2 separate regions of the Astyanax mexicanus genome follow, and region 1 is linked to region 2. A link is a contact called in public Hi-C data. All regions are on one chromosome and are shown on one strand. Each heading gives the region's core, a stretch centred on a gene start, on an enhancer-like site or on the middle of the called end of the contact. The rest is flanking DNA. Distances are from core to core; before and after follow the strand shown. Region 1 holds the start of tmem38b (transmembrane protein 38B). Region 2 holds the start of oaz1b (ornithine decarboxylase antizyme 1b).

Region 1 (2,964 bases), core at 222-2,721, 160 kb after region 2:
GATTTTACTTCTCAAATATCACTGTGATTCCATCTGAAATTGATTCAAACAGCCCATTATTTATAAAGGAAAATCATGATGCCCAAACTTTTTCATGGCACTGTGTAAGAGATATAAGATGTATATATATATATATATATATATATATATATATACATCTTATATCTCTTACACAGTGTAATATACATACATATATGTATATTATAACTAAGTCGTTATAATGCCATTACAACATATGTAAATATTATTCAGCACTTTTGCCCGTGTTAAGTCAGCACTAAATGTATTGCATTTTGTATGAAGCTAGTAGTAGTAGCTAAGGTTTGGCTATAGTGTGATATAGTTGTTTTATGGGTCTTTGATAGCCGCTGAGTAGTTAGTGAGTCACTACTTAATTAAATTATTCCAATTTCTGTTTTTTTATAAGGAGTAATTGTAAAATAACATATATTTTCCTAGTCACAAAACTGACAGTATATATATTTTTTTTACCATGTATAAAATTAGCTTTTTGTTACACACTGGTTACATACCTTTTTAGGTATTCTTTACTTAGAATTATCTTCAAGGATTCAAAGAGACATTATTGTCATTTCACATTACATGTGGTACATGAGATGGAACAATATTTTATTCCCACGGTCCAGACTACATTGAAGAGCAATTGTTAAAATAAATTGTTTAAAAAGTTTTCTAGAGCAGCATGGATGATTATGAATGGATATCTGTAACATAAAAAGTGACAAAGTGTCTCAGTGCGGGTAAAATATCAGTGTTGTTTTAAATATGTAATTGTCCTTGTGAAGTGTTTGTCTTTTAAGGTCCTTAGAGAGTTCTTTGCCATGAGGTGCCATGTTAAACTTTCAGTGACCAGTATGAGAGAGTGTGAGAGCTGTACTACAAAATTGAACACACCTGCTATGCAAACCTGAGACCTAGTAACACTAACAAGTCACATGACATTTTGGAGGGAAAATGACAAGCAGTGCTCAATTTGTACAGTTAGAAGTGTAGTGTCTTAGGGGTGTACTCACTTTGGTTGCATGTGGTTTAGACACTAATGGCTGTATATTGAGTTTTTTGGAGAGAAGAATAAATTTACACTGTTATATAAGCTGCACACAGACTAATTTTCATTGTGTTAAAGTGTCATTTTTCAATGTTGTCCCATGAAAAGATATATTTAAATATCTGCAGAAATGTAAGGGGTGTACTGGCAAAATTGAATTAAAGATGTGGAGATCCATCATTTACCATTAACATTTTCATCAATAGACTGTGTGTGTGTAGGTAAATATGTGTGTGATGGGATGGGTGTGGGTGGATGCAATTTATTAAAGGGATAGTTAAACACTGTATTGCTGTATATGTACAATGAATGTATATGACTGCCAGCCAATAGTAGCGCAGGAGGGGCGGGGCCTGTCTGAATACGGGTGTGGGGTTTAGGCCCCGCCCCCAGCAGCAGTCTCCGCTCGGAGCTCGCTGTCAGTGCTGGATGGAGCCGCGGCTGGACCGGAGCCGGACGGGCTGCTGACCGGATTTAAGCGCGTGCAGAAGAGAGAAGCCCAGCCGGGAGAGATGGAGCTGCTCGGGCTGGGGGGCGTAAGGCAGCTCGCGGAGGGTCTGGCCGGCCTGCCCATGTTCCCGTACTTCGATACGGCGCACTACATCGTGTCTGTGATGGCCTTACGAGAGCAGCCAGGTGAGCCCAGCGTACCTGAACGCACGCGAACACACGGACACACCTGGGCAGGGGGGAGGGGTCACGATACACGGTGAGGGGGACACGTTACAGATGTGTTTTACCGAGACATGAAGATAGCCTACACTGCAACATGTAAGCGTAAGTGTTTTAATCAGTTAGAACAGTTTAAAACTGTACATATACACGATATGTGCAAATATATGTGGACACACTTCTAAGGAAGACAGTTAAGTACTACTTCATGATGCACCCATTGCTGACACAGATGTGCAAATGCACACACACACACATACACAGCTTGTCTAGTGCCTTTATACTGAAGCATTTCCAATAGAACATAACTTTCTGAAGCAGATGAACAAACATTAGCCTGTTAGCACTATGCTTAATGACAGGCAGGTGTAGGCTAGGGGGGGGGGGGGGGGGGGGGGCTGGGGGGTATTAACCCCCCATGGATTGAGCTGTATTCTCTGGAACGATGGTGCATGATGGTTCTCCATTCAGTACATTTGGTGGGAGAAGTATGAAAGTTGTGGATGGATAAGGTGGAGTGTTGATCGTCCAACATCCTGATCTCACTATTACTAATACTGCGGCAGCATGCCATCAAATTCTCACACCTATGCTCTAATAGTCTTCTGGAACATCATCTATGGAGAGAAAATTAATACAACAAAAGTGACCTCTTTTTTAATATCTTTAATCTCAAAAAGACCATTAAAAAATCCAAGTTATTCAGGAAACAGAAACAATATATTGTTGCTGTCTAATGAGAATAAGTATTGCCATTTTAGTTTAGTACATAATTTGAACTGTCTTTAAAACTGTGACAAATTTTCTTGACCAATAGAAATTCTAGAAAAAGTATTGTGAAATTCAAATTCTCACACCAATGCTTTAGAATCTAATAGAACACCATCTATGTACAGTAGAGACAACTACTACAACAAAAGCAGAGTAAACTCTTTTTTTAACATCAACACCTTACTAAAATAATTACCCTTTTCCTCAATGTTATTCAGGAAACAAAAACAACATATTGTTGCTGTTTAATAATAAAAAGTATCTCCATTTTTGTTAAATTTTAGTTTAGTACATATTTGAACTGTCACTTAAACTGTGTCATAAGTTCTTGGTGAGTGGACCCATAGAATTTCTCCAAAATATCCTGAAATAAACTCTTTGCGAGCGAGCGATTATTATATAATAAACAAAACAAACAAATTAAAAACAAACAAACAGCTGAAACAAAGCTT
Region 2 (2,700 bases), core at 42-2,541:
TAAGTAACTTATAGCTTACATAAATAACCAGACATATTCCTAATCTCTTATTGGTTAATAAAAAATCATTTAAAAATACTCATTTTTTTATTCTTTCTGCTAAAATTTGTATGCATAAAATATATATTTTTAAGGAATACACTTAAATTGTTTCTATCTCAAGGACATCATAAAAAAGCCTTAAAATTGTAAATAACCCTCCAAAAAATACAATACACAATTAAAAACGTTATTATTCAGGCTATTAAACAGTAAAAGTAGGTTATCTGAAACCGGAACGGCACCTCCGCAACATAAGGCCATTGTGACGCAGTCTTAACAGTAATGTAGCGACGACGTCACACACACCACGATGTGAAAACGTTCTAAAATCGCTGACTAAACGTTTTAATTTAGCTAAAAACGGAAAAGAAACGACTGTACACTCAAATACAACAAAAAGAGACTGATGACAACCTCATTTGAATAGCAATTCCCAGCTAACGAACCAAAAAACACCACAGCTGGCCTAGCGAGCGAGCTAGAGATGTTCAGATAAACTGAGCTCAGGCAGGGTAAAGCTAGGATAAGTTAAGCTAATCCTCAACTGGCCTTTTAAACACGTTAGCGTTAGCTAGTTTAGCACATCCAAGATAGCCTGGTTCGTCCTTTAAGTTAAATACAGACACAACATGTTACATAATTGGAATACTAATAAAGGTAACGTTATAAATATATAAGGATTAGCTAGATTATATTGTTGTTGTTATATAAGAGTCGAAAAAACTTTAACAGCTAGGTTAGCTAAAGGATGACAGCAGCAGAAGGCTAGTTAGCTAGCATGCTGCCCTGTTGGTAAAGTAAGAGTTAGGAAGTCCAGGTCCAGAATGTAAAAATCCACCCAAGCTTCTCGTTCCAAATGCCTGGGCGGCTCTGCTGCAAAACCCTGATATGGATTATTAATTTCTGGACCTGGACTACCCACCGCTATGAGCTAGCCATTTAGTTAGCTACACAATTAGCCAAAGAAGCTAAGCCAGATAAGGCCAGGCTAGGCCCAATCTATGCTAAGATAAGCTAAAATAAGCTAACCCTTCCCCCACCGTCGACTATTTTTCCGACTTACCTGCCGATCATGTCACAAATATTACTAGTACTTGTCAAAGCGTCCATCCTGGCCTGATCTTGCCTTTTTCCTTCTTTTTCGCGAGCAAAGCAGTGACTGTTCAGTATCCGCTGGAGGTTGGATTTGACCATCCGGCCCTGGGACGATTCACGGCCGCCTCACTCTGCTCTCGCCTCGTTTACAAAGTGAAGGCTAAGCCGCTGTAGAATCGCGTTTTGTGGCTCTCAATTTCACACCCGCATTCGAGTACAGTCCACCTCTCTAGCGCTGGGATTGGTGATCAGTTTGTCATAGTCTACGACTAGCTAATCATCGTGCGGGACCCAATTTACCAACAGCCAATCGAGACCAATGAGAGGCGGGACCTGCCGGAATAGGAGCGGGAAAGAAAATAAAAGGCCATACGCAGCACACAGAGGATTAAAAAAAAACACAACAAGCTGCAGAAGTGAAGAGGATCCGTGGGGGCGTCGTTGTAGCTAATGGAAAATTACTGAAACCCTGCAGAAAACACTGGAGGAAACGAAAAGAAAAGCTGTTTATTTTCATCCACCCCACACAAACTCACACATGATCAGCTGCAGACGTGTTGTGTTAACTGCTGTTTTGTCAAAATAACACTACCTGATTAATCACAAGTTTTAATAATATATGATTTAGTCTGTTTAGACAAGCAGTATGGAACAATGGATGCAGAATGTTTAGAATTTAAATGAGTTTTTGTTTCATTTTTAAAAGGGTAGAATGTGTACCGCTGGTGGTCAATGAAAAATCCCAGAGAAGGCCCCAGAAATCGCATTATTTAATTATGATTTGTTGTTTTTGTTGTCAAAACCTGATAGACTAACCTGTATGCAAGCACACTCTTGCTTTAGTTGTGAGATGTTATCTTGTTAGTGAAGTTGAACACCGGCCAGTGTGCTCATGACAAGGTCACATGAATTATGGAAGTTGATAATGGGTGTCAGGTGGATGGGATATTCTGTTTCTGTTACTGTGCAGGTCCTTATTATTCCATGATCCACAGTGTCAGGTGTGGACCAGTAATATACCATTAGCTCTATCAGGATGGGATTAGTTTCTCAGAGGGACGTCTGTGAAAAATATTTCACACTTTTACTCAGTGATGAAACTTTTGTATCTGGACTGCAATTAAAAAAAACAGGAGGACCAGTGAGTTTTCAGGCTTTCTCAGTCACATGACATCGTGTTCAGTAGCTCCTTCAGTTCCACTAGCTGTTGTGTTTACGTGGATCTCCATGGAAACACGCGCCCAAAGTGTAATTACTGTGAGGTAAACTCAAAGATGTCCGTCCGGACGGGACTAAAATTACTGGAGGACCACGGAGTTCAGAGAGAAACAGTAGATAATTCAGGGTGTTTTAAGCCATCAAACCTAGATATGGCCTAGATATGTTAAGGAAAATTAAGCTAAGATAAGCTTCAATTGGCTTTGTAAACATACAGTGTTAGCTAACTAGCACTAAGCACAGCTTATCTAGCTTGGTTTTTCAGTTAATAGGGTTTAAGGTGATGTCATGTAGACACCATAGGCACTTTTTACTCTTCAGGGCATAAGAGTGCGCTTGATCCAA

Evidence for each region. A called contact is a pair of places that touch in the nucleus more often than the background predicts.
Region 1: a contact with region 2 is called in a Hi-C map of muscle, with 6 times the contacts expected there. The contact joins the promoter of tmem38b here to the promoter of oaz1b in region 2. A contact is called at or near these places in 2 of 3 Hi-C or Micro-C datasets (both in muscle).

Annotation. Positions count from the first base shown.
Region 1 is chr17:32,781,902-32,784,865 of AstMex3_surface, forward strand. tmem38b (transmembrane protein 38B) reads left to right here and starts at 1,472. Exons shown (of 6, transcript XM_007230611.4): 1 at 1,472-1,705. The coding sequence starts at 1,582. It overlaps LOC125782402 (a long non-coding RNA gene), which reads right to left. Exons shown (of 3, transcript XR_007425047.1): 3 at 2,271-2,358.
Region 2 is chr17:32,624,979-32,627,678 of AstMex3_surface, forward strand. It overlaps oaz1b (ornithine decarboxylase antizyme 1b), which reads right to left and starts at 1,292. Exons shown (of 5, transcript NM_001291919.1): 1 at 1,106-1,292. The coding sequence starts at 1,236.